Regions from separate parts of the Sus scrofa genome. Here all the other regions are linked to region 1. A link is a contact called in public Hi-C and HiChIP or PLAC-seq data. All regions are on one chromosome and are shown on one strand. Each heading gives the region's core, a stretch centred on a gene start, on an enhancer-like site or on the middle of the called end of the contact. The rest is flanking DNA. Distances are from core to core; before and after follow the strand shown.

Region 1 (4,375 bases), core at 538-3,037:
ACAACCTAGTTGAATTTTGTTTTTGTTTTGCTTCATCTTCCAAAAACCAATCTAGGTTCTTGGAGTAAGAACAAAGGTCTTTCTCTTAGCACATCAGTCCAAGTGAACATTATCTTTATAAAAATGGTGGATCTGTTTCTATAATTTTAAAAAACCTATTATGCCCATTGTATATGGGTATAATGTGGGTGATAGTTTAAAAAGCTGGGAGTTAGTTCCACTTTATAAATCTCTCCTATTCTTGGAGTTCCTGTCGTGGCTCAGCAGAAACGAATTTGATTAGCATCCATGAGGATGCCGGTTTGATCCTTGGCCTTGCTCAGTGGGTTAAGGATCTGGCATTGCTGTGAGCTGTGGTGTAGGTCACAGATATGACTTGGATCCTGTGTTGCTGTGGCTGTGGTGTAGGCCAGCGGCTATAGTTCGGATGACCCCTAGCCTGGGAACCTCCATATGCCTCGGCTGCGGCCCTAAAAAAATAAAACAAAAAATAAATCCTTTTCTTTGCTCATGACTTGATAATCCACCTATAATCCCTTTCTTTAATCTTCATTTATCTCTAACTCCTCTTTACCCTTCGAGTTTTTTTCAAGTGCCATCTCCTTGAAAGTGTAATAAGCTCTCTTCCCTCATGAGATCTCCCTTTGCAGGCAAACCCTTACTCATTTTTAAAGACTTAGCTCTGTTAGGCCCTAAGGAAAGCCTTTTCTGCTGTGTCTTCCCTGTAGCCCAAGAGAACCTGTTATTCTAGTTCTTGTCTTCCTAACCCACCTCTCTCTTTCCTTTCTCTCCTCTTTTTTTCTCTCTCTCTCCTTAGGGATCATGAGGCTAAGAACATTTTTTCCTAAGCAGTCATTCTAATTACTTTATGTAATCACAACAAACTACTGTGTGACTTAAAAGTCCCAGTTTATGGAGATTTGTTCTTTAACTAATACCAATAAGTGGGAGGGTTTTTTTTTGTTTGTTTTTTTTTTTTTTTTTGAGTTTGTTTAAACTTGTGACTTGTGATTAAAAAAAACAACAACAACAACAAAAAAAAAACCTGAGGTTACAGGACCAGTTAAAAAAGAAAAAAAAGTAATTACTGGGCAAGTACTGATTTACATTTTGGCAGTGGAAGAAAAATATAACACTCATAAAGTTGTAAAGTTAATTTATTACAACTAAGAATATTATTATTATTAAATGTTTATGATGTGCCAGGTAACGTTCTAAGGCGGTTTAGCTCATTTAATCCTGGTAACAACGAGGGACTATTTCTTCCATTTTACAAATAAGGAAATAGAGCCAGCAAGCGATTACACTGGTGGCACACTTATTACATGGTGGAGCTAGAACTGGAAGTCATGCACCTGGCTCTGGACCCCTGCACCTTTACTTGAAGCCAAGGCTTTTGGTTAGCTGGGGATTTTTTAAAGGGTTAGAAAAGTGAAAAATACTACGTAAAAATGTTATCTACTCCAGATGACTTCTGGACAGTATTCTGAAGGGCAGGGTCCTGAATTTGGAGTGAAGACATTCAGGCCATAGTTCTGACGTCCTGGAAGCAGAATCAGGAGGTCTGGGTTAAAATCCAGACCTGTTGTTAACTACATTCAGCCCCAGGCATTTCATTCTCTTTCCTTAGTGAAGAGGAAAGAGAAGACGTATTTTACTAATTTCCCAGTGCTACTGTGAGAAACAGGTGGTAGGAAATGATTGAAAGTGTTCTGAAGTGTAATCCGATGTGACATGCAGAGGATTTCACTGACGTCGCTGTTCTGACGTCCCCCATTGCCCTCTTCCAGCAGGGCTGCTCCATCCACGGGCCTCCTGGATCTTCCACCTGCCATTCTTGGCCCCTTCTCCTCACCTCTCTCTCTTTTTGTTAAATTTATATCACTTAAAATGTAGAAATATAGTTAATTTATAATGTTGTGTTAGTTTCAAGAGTACAGCAAAGTGATTCAGTGATACACACACACACATATTCTTCTTCAGATTTTTTCCCATTTTGAGTTATTACAAAATATACATAGAGTTCCCTGTGCTGTACAGTAGGTCCTTGTTGTTCTGTTTTATTTATAGTAGTGTGTACATGTTAATCCCAACCTCCTAATTTATCCCTCACACCCAACTGGCCCTGTCTTAACACTGCTAATAATAGCTGAATTTACTGAATGCTTACTATGGGCTTGCCAGCCACTGTTTTAAGTGATTTACATGGATGAACTCATTCAATTCTAGCAACTCTGTGAGATGCGCTACTCTTATCCTAACCATCACAAGGAAATAAAGGCACAAAAGTGACATAATTTGGCCAAGCTTACACAGCTGGTAAACTCGTGATTTACATTCACTCAGGCCACTTCTATACCAAAGATGACCACACTAGGCTCTTCAGCCCAGATTTCCTTCCTCGACACACACGGAGGACACTGCAGTTTGACCTACTTCATCACCCAGGCTACTTCAATCCGTAATTTTTTGTCATCTTAGGTTCTATGTTCTGTTAGTATGACACACAGACCTGCAACCCTCACTCCTCTATAGAATCAATCTGCTTGTCATATTTGTAAAATGTTCTTCCATCTGCCCTCTCCTTTCCATTGTCTCTGCCCCGGTTCAGGCCCTCCTCCGTGTCTCAGAACTGGGTACGTGTCTTCCAGCTCTCCTGACCACTAACTCCAGCTCCTACCACTAGGGTTACCTAATCACCACCGATCCTATTACTCTCCTACCACAATGCTCCCAGTGGCAGCCTACCATCTCCAGGATAAAGGAGACGCAGAGCACACACCATCACACTGCCTGGTCTTAAATCCTACTCCTTCTTCAAAAGCCACTTCAAATGTGCACTTCTAAGAAGCTTTGCAAGATCTCCTCTGTTGGCGTTTATTACATCTTCTGGTGGATTCTTCTAGCATTTTGTTTATACCTTTTATTGTAGTTATAGATCTTATTATATAGTTAGAGATTTTGATTTGTGTTACATATGATTATGTTTGCTCCTTGGACGAGACTGTAGTTATGTGCCCTCAAATCAAGTGGTAGAAGTTTATGGTAATGTCTTAAACACTGCACCCCAACACCAGCACGTGTGTGTCACACACTAAGAAGTAAAGGGGCTCTAAAGGCGCACAGTCTCTTATTTACAGACGCTTATCAGCTCATCTGAAGGAGGAGGTCAGAGGCAAGGTTTTAAAGCTCTTCCTCTTCAGAATGTTCCTTGAGGCTCAATCCTGAGCCCTTTCTTGGCTCACTTTAACTCTCTCCCAAGGTAGTCACATCTGTTCTCTGGTGTTCCCTTTCTCTGGTATTCAGTACTCACTTCTTTAGTGACAATGCTCACATTTTTGTATGCCCAGGCCCAGCCTTCCCTCAGAGCTCCAGACTTGGGTATCAACCAAAGTCTGAATGCTTGAATATTCTTCTTAAAACCCATTCTGTTCCTTTCCCCACCCCCCACATGCTTAGGCCTGAAACCTGGGCATCATTCTTGACTCAACCCTTCTTCTCCATCCTGCCCCCAAGCTAATACATCGATACTGTCGATTTTCCTAAAACTGCTGCCCAGATCCTGGCCCTGCCACCACTGTGGCTTATTTGGACTATGGCAATAACGTCCTACCTTGTCAGTTTCAGTTTATTCTTGCTTTCCCTCCAGTCCTGTTTACATAGCTGGTGTGTGTTTAAAAAAATACAGTAGGTCAAGCTCTTGCTTAAAATCTTTGGAAGCCTTCAAATTCTTGTAGAATGAAATCCAAATCCCATATTCTTGCCTATGACGGTGCATTTCTCACTTCATCATGGGCCCACCTCACCCCCCGCCCCTAGCTTATCAGGCTCTGGGGTACCGGTCTTTCATTTCCTCAAAAGTGTTAGACCTTTTCCCACCTTAGGGCCCTTGTACATGTGGACCCTTTCTGGAGTTATCCTTTTCCCACTTCTTTTCATGGCTGGCACCACCTCTGAGGTCTTAGACTAAATGTTATGACTTCAGAGAACCTTTCTCCGATCCCCAAGTCTAAATGTGTTCCCACATTTTCATCCACTGGATCTTGGACTTCCTATTTTTAGCCCTTAAATAATACACGTCCCATCTTTTTCCCCCTTGCAGGCTGAGAGATCCAGAAGATGCAGGGGCCATGGAGGTTTCATTTGCCACAGTGTATCTAGTCTTTTTCACTCTAAACTGGATAGAAGGTCAAATACTTTCAGAAGGAATGAATGAAATGAGTCAACCCTTTAGCCTTAGATAAAGTGCTGCCCCTGGCAAGCAGGGGTGCTTTTGTTGCTTCTGGCTCCCCTATGGCTGGGGAGCCTGCCAACTGCTTTATAAAGTGGATTATTTATCCTTTTAAAATCTCTTGTACATCTAGTGAGCAAGTTA
Region 2 (4,375 bases), core at 797-3,296, 190 kb before region 1:
TCCCAATAGCATCATGCTGCTGAAAGCATTAACCTTTAAAGAAATCTGGTTAGAAGGAAGATTTTTAAAAACATGCTCCACAAATAAGATAAAGAAGTCCTTTAGGCTCTGGAGTCAACCTGCAAAACAAACAAACAAAAAAATAAAACAAACAAAAACAAAAAAAAAAACTGTTTTGTAAAAACTAGCCCTTCCTTCTTTGAGAAACAGTATTTAAGCCAAAGAAAGAATTCATCCTAAGCCAAGACCTCATGGTAAATTAAAATAAAAAGCCACATCTTTCTTACCGAGTTTATGAATACAGAGGAAAAAGGAAAGTAAAGATAATCAGCAACAGGATAAGACTCTATATTTTAAGGTAACTACTAATTGGGCTGACTGTTCTGAAAAGGAAAAAAAAAAAAAAAAAAACTACCCAAGAAATTCAAACATCACAACATTTATAACTGCAAATTTTGACATCATTTGAAAAGCTTTTCCAGGAGTTCCCGTCTTGGCGCAGTGGTTAACAAATCCAACTAGGAACCATGAGGGTGCGGGTTCAATCCCTGGCCTTGCTCAATGGGTTAAGGATCCAGTGTTTCCATGAGCTGTGGTGTAGGTTGCAGAAGCAGCTGGGATCCCACGTTGCTGTGGCTCTGGCGTAGGCTGGCAGCTACAGCTCCAATTCGACCCCTAGCCTGGGAATCTCCATATGCTACAGGAACGGCCCTAGAAAAGGCAAAAAGACGAGGGGAAAAAAAAAAAAGAAAAGCTTTTCCAGTGACAGCTGATGTCCATTTACAAGTGGAACCAAACATCCTTTAATAGCCAAGATTTACCTCTTCAACTAAAATGGATAAGGGTTATCTCCCCTACCCTGCTGAATAAAGCAACCGCGCTCCAGCTTCATCTCATTATTTTTAATTTCCTTTTCCTCCTACCTTTACTTTCTACCTGCATTTTCCCAAATTTTGTCAAAGACAGCCTAGGAAGCTTCTAACCCCCTACTCTTGCTCTTACATTTTGAGGGGGTCCAGGCTGGCATATAACTCCAGCCACAATGGCAACACACACTGTGGGAAAAACTCAGTGATACCCTAAGACTAAAAAACTGTGTCCAGTTTATTGTATTTTCTAATCATAATGCAAATTACATTGGACAGAGAGATTTCTGGCATGCTACTAAGAGGAAAATTCTGGCTTATAATTTGGCCTCTGGTGGTTGCAGCATTTAAAATGCAATAAAAACATTCCAGAAGCCTTTTGCAGATGTATCCTGAACACAATGCATAAGCCCCTTGCTCCACAAAAAGAAACAGAGAACACAGAAAGCTGAGGTTTGGAGAATCTGGAATGAAAAGCAACAATAAAAACAACAGCAACAAAAACCCCAACTTTGCCTCCAAATGTGCTGTTAGCTATCAGCTGACAGCAAATTTTTTCTGATTAGCATTAATAGCTCTGAAAAACTAAAAGGTTTTTCCCGGTTGAGCCACCTTGATGAAGAAGAACGTATTTCAAGGTCTCTCCGCCCCTGCCATGGAGAGAAATGAATTTTCACCTGAATGGATGCAATGGTGCAGTGTAAGCCTTGGTGTCTTTCAAATGAACTAGCCAGTTTCATACATATTTATCACCCTGACACGTGATTCTGCTGCCTGCACAAACAAATTCACTTCACTGCCACCTCGGTGACATGGAGAACCTGGGGTCAAAAGGGCGGCCTCAGATGCCAGTGCACATGCCTGAGAAGGAACCTGAGAGACCAGACTCACTTCTAAGGCCTGTACACTTGCCTGCTGCCCAGAGACACAGCCACGCAGGGGTCAGGGAAGTGCAAGCTCCAGAAAAAACCTGAATCCACTGGGATGGTATTGCAAGGAGAACCAACTGCTCCAGAATTGAGGGGAGGAAGGGAGAAGGTAAATTTGTCTAAATGAATAGGCAGATTTGGAGACTTACTGCAATCCCTTCTCTGGGTTCCATTCCTATGCAAAGGGAGATGGAAGAATAAAGCTGTTTCCTGACAGCCTTCTGAACAGCTCGGCTACAAATCACTTGGCAGTGGCTTTTGCCCACAACTTCCTTCCTCTCCTCCACGTAACATCTTGCCATAGATGCGAGACAACTTCAACTGCTTTAAAAATTCCAGGAGTCATCACCTCAGGGGCCAAATCGATAACAATAAAAAATAAGCCCTGCCACACTGAACAAGAGACTCAGATAACTTTCATCCTTAAGTGCTTTCAGTCATCAATAAGCATGTGCCTCCCCCATAAGGAAATGAGTACAGTAATTTCTATTATAGCTCTAGCAGCATTATTTTCTGAAGGCCAGATCCAAATTCAAGTGTGAAGCAAAGGACAAACCTACGAACCTATTTGTTATTTTAGGTCTAAAATTTGGAAACTGGGTTAGAGGGAAAAGATTCAGAGGAGTAAGTAACACCTGGTTCTCTTATCTCAACCCTGTTCCATGGTTTTCAAAACAGAAAAAGTACTCGTTCACTTTTGGCAGTGGTATTGGTGGAGAAGAGTGCCAAGCAACCACTGAACAAGGGCTCCCAAGAGCAGGAAGTGAACCTGATGCCTCAGGCTTACATAAAAGCAAGTGAGCAAATCCCTAATTGCCAAAACCATTCTTAATCTCAGCAACACCAGGTCTTCCAGTTGGCCCTGGTGGTTGGTGGTTAACAGTTAGCCAGAGGATATAGGGATTTTTAAAAAAGTGATTTTAGGATGGGGGGGGGGGGCAGTGGAATGAATCCTATCAAGACTGACAAGACAGCTAAGCTAGTAAGCTAGTCATGAGAGCCTTCTGGCTTCGCTAGTTCTCAATGATCTGGGCGGTCCCGAACCTTGCCTCGCAGCAAATGGGCCTGACTCTGCAGGAGGCTCCTGTGCCCTGCTGTCCATGACAAATATGCAACTATGACGATAAAACTGAGCAGGAGCTTCCTAAGCATGGATGTCCCATCTCACCTCAGACCCCACCGTGTCCTCTGCCTCTTGTTTTCAAAAAAGCTTTAGCCTCTGAGGCCTTCTCTGAGTTCCAAAGAGCAAATTTAACCAGAGAAGTGAGGAAAACAGTCAAGCAAGACAAAATTTAGACATAAAACAAAGCAAGGACCTTTAGTTCCTCCTCTAGGGCTGTAAATAATATCCTGAGCCATATCCTTGAGCTGTTTTGCAGATACTAAAACCCCCACCAGGTGGAAGAAGTTAGCTGCTTGTGGATCACCAGCATGGGCACCTCAGACTGGTTGGAAACTGAAGGTTGATGACTGAGATTAAATGTCACCATTATCTCACCATCAACCAATTAGAGAGTGTGCACCAGTGGATCACACAGGCTGTGACTTTCCTTCCCCTCATATTGTCTTTAAAAATTCTTCCAAAGCCATCAGGGAGTTCAGGTCTTTTAAGCATGAGCTGCCCATTCTCCCTGCTTGGTGCCACTGTATCTTCCCTTCACCACAGCCTGCAGTTAGTGGACTGGCTTTGCTGTTTGTGGGGTAAATAGACCCAGGTCTGGTTTGGTAATGGCAGCAGGACTGTGAGCTTTCAAAGTCAGTGACACAGAAGGAGGTTCCAAAAGCTAAGGACAAAACATGCATTAAAATTTTTAAATTTCCTTTTTAGGAAATAAGATGTTTTCCAATTACAAAAGTAACGCATGTTGCTTTTACAAAGTTGGAAGGAAAGGGATGTAAGAAAATTAACATAACCTATAAGCTCAGCACCCAAATATATAGCTAACATTTCAGAAGAGTCTTTTAGATTTCTCTTTTCTAACATAAATATTATATATCATGTTCTGATGAAGAGTTTGCTTACAAAACATTTCTTATAAATTTTAATTACAAATTCTGATTAAACGACAACCTCTCTGCAAGGCATTCCAGAGCTGAATTTAGTTCTGATGCAGGCCTGTGTTAGGCTTGGCAAATGTACTAGAAGGTTCTTTTTAGGACAGTTCTCAGCAGTCAGATCATCAATCCCACAGTCTGGGCTCAGAAGGATATAGACTTTTCAGACAAGAGTTTTTACAAAATCAAGGTATGATTTCTGCCTACCTGGTAGATATGCACAAAAACTGGAGAGAAAAGCTACATGCTCTTTTTTGGCTTTTTGTTTCAGAGAGGATTATCATATTTGGAGGTGTCAAAGCTACCTCCTAAACTTGATCTTCTAAAAAGGCAAGGGATTTCCACTCATCTAAACTTAAATGTGGTTCAGTTTTTAAAGGTACTAGCTAGCATCTCTGTTGTAGCAGGTGGGAAGGGAGCCATCTTCTCTATAGCAATAATCTCATTTTGTTCTCAGGACCAAAGAATTCTTTTGAAATGCACATAAAAGCATTGTTCAATCACTATCGGACTCAACAGCCAGAG
Region 3 (4,375 bases), core at 1,004-3,503, 150 kb before region 1:
ATCCACCTAGAAAGCCCAAGAGAAGCAACCAATAGCTGTCCAGCAACATCACCAGAAGCCAAGCAACATATTAAACATACACACACAAATCCTCCCCAAATAGGAAAAAGTAAAACAGAAGAATTCCTATTCATAAAGGCAAGAACAAGATACCTAAGAAAAAAGATGAAGAGCTTGCAAGATCTACATGAAGGAAAGTAGTTTTAAAAGCCTCACTAGGAGTTCCTGCCATGGTGCAGTGGGTTAAGATTCCAACTGCAGCAGCTCAGGTCACTCTAGAGGCACGGGTTCGATCCCCAGCCCAGCACAGTGGGTTAAGGATCCCGTTACTGCAGCTATGGCACAGGTGGCAGCTGTGGCTCGGATTTAATACCTGGCCCAGGAATTTCTATATACTTCAGGTACAGCCATTAAAAAAAAAAAAAAAAAAAAAAAAAAAAAAAAAACCTCACTAGAGAGCTAAAGAAATATGAACCTTAATAAATGGATTAATAGAAGATTTTTAGGATGCAGGTTCTCCCCAAAGTAAAAACCCATTAAGATTTAAGGGCCATGACATGGAAGGGGAAAGTTAAAACAGCCATGACAATAATGAAAACAATGTGTCACAACCTGCCATATGGCAGAGTAAAACCTACTCTCAGGTGATTAACACAGGAACACAGATTAAAAAATCAGAAAAGTGTATATAATTAAATCTTGGTATTTATGAATATAGATGCCACTTCAAGGACTTTCAGTGGGATAAACAGCCATATATTTATTCAAAAATAAAATCAAAACATCACAACATGCACAAGGAGTTCCCTGGTAGCCTAACAGGTAAGGATCCAATGTTGTCACTGCTGTGATACAGGTTCCATACCTGGCTGGGGAACTTCCATATGCTGAGGGCATGCTAAAAAGAACAAACAAACAAACAAATAAAAAACACAAAAAGCACGACTCTTGGCTCCAAAATATCTTTCTAGCTCCTTTTTTTTTTTTTTTTTTTTTTTTTTTTTTTTTAACCTATCCATTGGTTTGAAGCTCTTATTCAACTGCTCCAAATACTCCTCTCCTCTTTTCCCTTCTTTTTCTTGAATATTGTCAGGCTGGATGTTACAGGGTAAAACTCATCATTCTCACTAGCCAGTTTCCCTTTCTGGTCCAGGAAACGGGATGAACATTCATACACTGCCATTCATACACTGCTGCAGCACACAGAAAAGGCTACATTTTACAAGCAGTCAAGCAGCAAACAGAGGGAGAAGAAACCCAAAGGTAAAATGCTCTGTTCCACAGGAAAATTAAAAAAGCATGTGTCCATCGAATGCCATCCCTCGCCCTTATAAAAAGGTCAGGAGTCTAAGGTGACCCAGCATGTAAGGCACAAGCCCCTAACTCTTCACAAACCACCAGAATGCAGAGCTGGCCAAAATACAAAGCCTTCTGTTGCACATACCCTACATTAAAAAGCAATCACAGGGTTCCCACTGTGGTGCAGTGGGGTTAGAATCTGACATAGGGATATGGGTTTGATCCCTGGCCTGGCTCAGTGGGTTAAGGATCCAGCAGCACTGCAAGGTACAGCATAATCACAGCTGTGGCTCAGATTCAATCCCTGGCCCAGGAACTTCCATATGCCAGTGCAGTGCTATCCAGGTGCAGCTGAAAAAAAAAATTTTTTTAAAGCAATCACAGCAGATCTAGAGAACAAACCAGTGGTTACCAGTGGGGAGAGGGAAGATGGACAGCCAAGTTAGGGGTAAGGGAGTAAGAGACATAAACTGCTACATATAAAATAAATAAGCTACAAGGATCTACTTTTGTACAGCACAGGGAACATAGCCAATATTTTATAATAGCTATAAATGATAAACTTTAAAAATTGTGAACCACTATGCTGTACACCTAAAACATAAATATTGTAAATCAACCATATCTCAATTTTTTAAAACTAAAAAAAAAAAAAAAAAAAGAAAAAAGAAAAAAAATTACAATGTGTTATCTCAGTACCTCCACGGGGCATCTAAGATGCAGTTTTCTTAGAAGAAGGAACCCTCCTCCCCCTATGTCTCAGAAAATTTTTTTCTTTGTGGGCAGATTGTCTCACAGTTGTGACTGCTCATCTAGGCCAGGCCAGGAGGGGAAGGAAAGGGGAAAAAAAGGGAAAAGGCGTGGTTAGAAGGCTCAGAGGAAAGGCCCATGGGCCTGGTCAGCTCGAATCCTTTTTGGAAGCAAGTGCGGTACAAATGAGCAGATATCGTATCTCATCACCGGGAGCCTGAACCATTACATCACAAGAAATGTGGGTCACTGTTATAATTAGCTTCACTCAGCAGGTAAGGGGAGAAGGGGCTAGTGTGAAGGAGCCATTGCCAAAGGCCCACGTGACTTCGCAAGGATTACCTAAAACCGCCACAAACCAGTCCACACAGGCCAACCCCGTCACTTAAAAAGCCTGAACACAAGGCTCTAAAGGGTAAGGTTCTAAATATACTTTCTGTTCACAATCCTTATTGAGTATCTTAAGGCCTAAGTATCTACTAAAGGTCAGTCCTATTTTAAGACCACCCATACTATAAAAGTGTAGGTTTATGGAAAACAGAAGCCTAAGAAAATTTCCTTGAGAAAGAAAGAAAAAAACAAAAACAGCAACAGCCCCTAACACCCAGGTGTGGGTCTGAGGCTCACAGCTAAAGCTCAATGTCACAAACCAATGTGACATGGCTAGGCCACGATGTTCACAAACAAGCTCACAGGACATCCACATCAAAGTCACTCTGAGACCAAGACAGAATGAGACAACACAAGATCACTGTGAAACCCACAAACTACCAAACATCCCCCCTCTCAGCTAATGGGAATGCCTGCTACTGTTTCGCCAATTAACTAATTATAGCTTTCATCTGACTCCACTCCTCTTTGGGTATGGAGGTACCCAATCACAGAACTGATCCCGCCTTTTTTTACCCTTTTTTGGCTACACCTGCGGCATGTGGAAGATTCCAAGCCAAGGATCAAACCCGTGCCACAGCAGTGACATGCTGGATCCTTAACCCACTGTACCACAAGGGAACTCCTGCCTCTACTCTTTCAAAAACACTCAATCCAGAGGGAACTTGTGCTTTGCAGACCACCCCTCACTCCGCCCCCAATATTAGCCGAATCCCAGGGATAGGTGCTTTCTAACCTCTCCTCTCCAACCAGTGCTCTCCTTCACTGCAATGAGGCATAGATTTAATTTATTTAATGATAGGTGGTTCCTGATGGTCTTTTGCAAAACAGCACAACTTCCACTTCGCCAATTTCCAACTTCTTTCCCCATACGCTGACACTTCAATAAAACCAAATTTTATTTCATTTACAAACAAGCTTTTCAGGATCCTAGCTACCGTATAAAAACACATTTCATCTCTAAAAGAAAATGTCTCTGGCAGAGACACTGAATGCACCAAGATCTTACTCTTTTAAAAATATGAAATGTAGGAGTTCCCATGTGGCTCAGCAGGTTAAGGACTCCTGGCATTGTCACTGCTATGGCTCAGCTCAGATTCGATCCCTGGCCTAGAAAATCCCACATGCTGTGAATACGGCCCCCATCCCACCCCCAAATACTCAAAGCATTTCCCTGAATATAGAAGGAATCCTTTATACCAAGGAGCTGAAAATCCAGATGGCTTTTTCTTCCAAAGGTCAAAACACAAGAAACTGTGATGACACCTAATTAACTCCATCTTCCGAATTTTAAGTTTTGAAAATACCTACTGTACCCTAAGGGGATTTTATAGCCCTAGAGTACGAATGGTTTTTCTAGACACAATCTGAAAAACAAAGAGGTCAACAACACAAATGAATCTTACAGATATAAGGTTGGGAGAATGAAGTCTAACTTTTCTAACGAAAAGAGTATATACTGTAGGACTCTGGTTAAAGAGAGTTCAAACTCAGGACAGTGGTTGTTCTTGGAGGAATCATGATTGAAGGGCATGCAAAGCAGGTCCAGAGTGTTAATAAAGTTCTGTTTCTTGATCTGGGTCCAAGTTATTAATACAAGTGCCTTCAATCTGTGAAAATCCATTGAGCTGTGCTTTCAGTTTATGTGTACACTACTTAGGTTATACTTCCCAAAAAAGTTTTTTTGAAAAAAGGAAGGATGGGGGAGGAGTTCCCGCTGTGGCACAGTGGGTTAAGAACCTGACTGCTGCAGCCTCGGGTCACTGTGAAGGCGCAAATTCAATCCTGGCCCCGGGAACCTTCATATGACCCTGGAGGTAGCACGTGTTCACATGTGAGGCCAGTTTCTTAACCTCTCCAAGCCTTATTTTCCACTGGCAAAGTGAGAATTGCTTACACTTCACAGGGCTCTTCTGAGGCCACGTGAGATGACGAA

The links. A called contact is a pair of places that touch in the nucleus more often than the background predicts. HiChIP or PLAC-seq counts read pairs in DNA pulled down with a chosen protein or histone mark.
Region 2: a contact with region 1 is called in a Hi-C map of skeletal muscle, with 3 times the contacts expected there. The contact joins two enhancer-like sites. A contact is called at or near these places in 2 of 47 Hi-C or Micro-C datasets (embryonic fibroblasts and skeletal muscle) and 1 of 2 datasets of contacts at active chromatin or transcription factors (skeletal muscle).
Region 3: an H3K27ac HiChIP or PLAC-seq map of skeletal muscle shows a contact between it and region 1. The contact joins two enhancer-like sites. A contact is called at or near these places in 1 of 47 Hi-C or Micro-C datasets (skeletal muscle) and 1 of 2 datasets of contacts at active chromatin or transcription factors (skeletal muscle).

What each region holds. Positions count from the first base shown.
Region 1 is chr14:63,419,939-63,424,313 of Sscrofa11.1, forward strand. The region is part of intron 46 of ANK3 (ankyrin-3); the gene reads right to left. The region is part of intron 2 of LOC110256850 (a long non-coding RNA gene); the gene reads left to right. Among named protein-coding and RNA genes, the nearest start is that of CCDC6, 120 kb to the left of the region's middle. Within about 2 kb of position 1,788, at least 3 of the 83 cell types and tissues checked have an H3K27ac peak or open chromatin away from gene starts, as enhancers often do. A contact at or near this core is called in skeletal muscle, where this site is marked.
Region 2 is chr14:63,228,890-63,233,264 of Sscrofa11.1, forward strand. The region is part of intron 2 of CCDC6 (coiled-coil domain-containing protein 6); the gene reads right to left. Among named protein-coding and RNA genes, the nearest start is that of CCDC6, 69 kb to the right of the region's middle. Within about 2 kb of position 2,047, at least 8 of the 83 cell types and tissues checked have an H3K27ac peak or open chromatin away from gene starts, as enhancers often do. A contact at or near this core is called in skeletal muscle, where this site is marked.
Region 3 is chr14:63,266,643-63,271,017 of Sscrofa11.1, forward strand. All of the region lies in intron 1 of CCDC6 (coiled-coil domain-containing protein 6), which reads right to left. Among named protein-coding and RNA genes, the nearest start is that of CCDC6, 31 kb to the right of the region's middle. Within about 2 kb of position 2,254, at least 11 of the 83 cell types and tissues checked have an H3K27ac peak or open chromatin away from gene starts, as enhancers often do. A contact at or near this core is called in skeletal muscle, where this site is marked.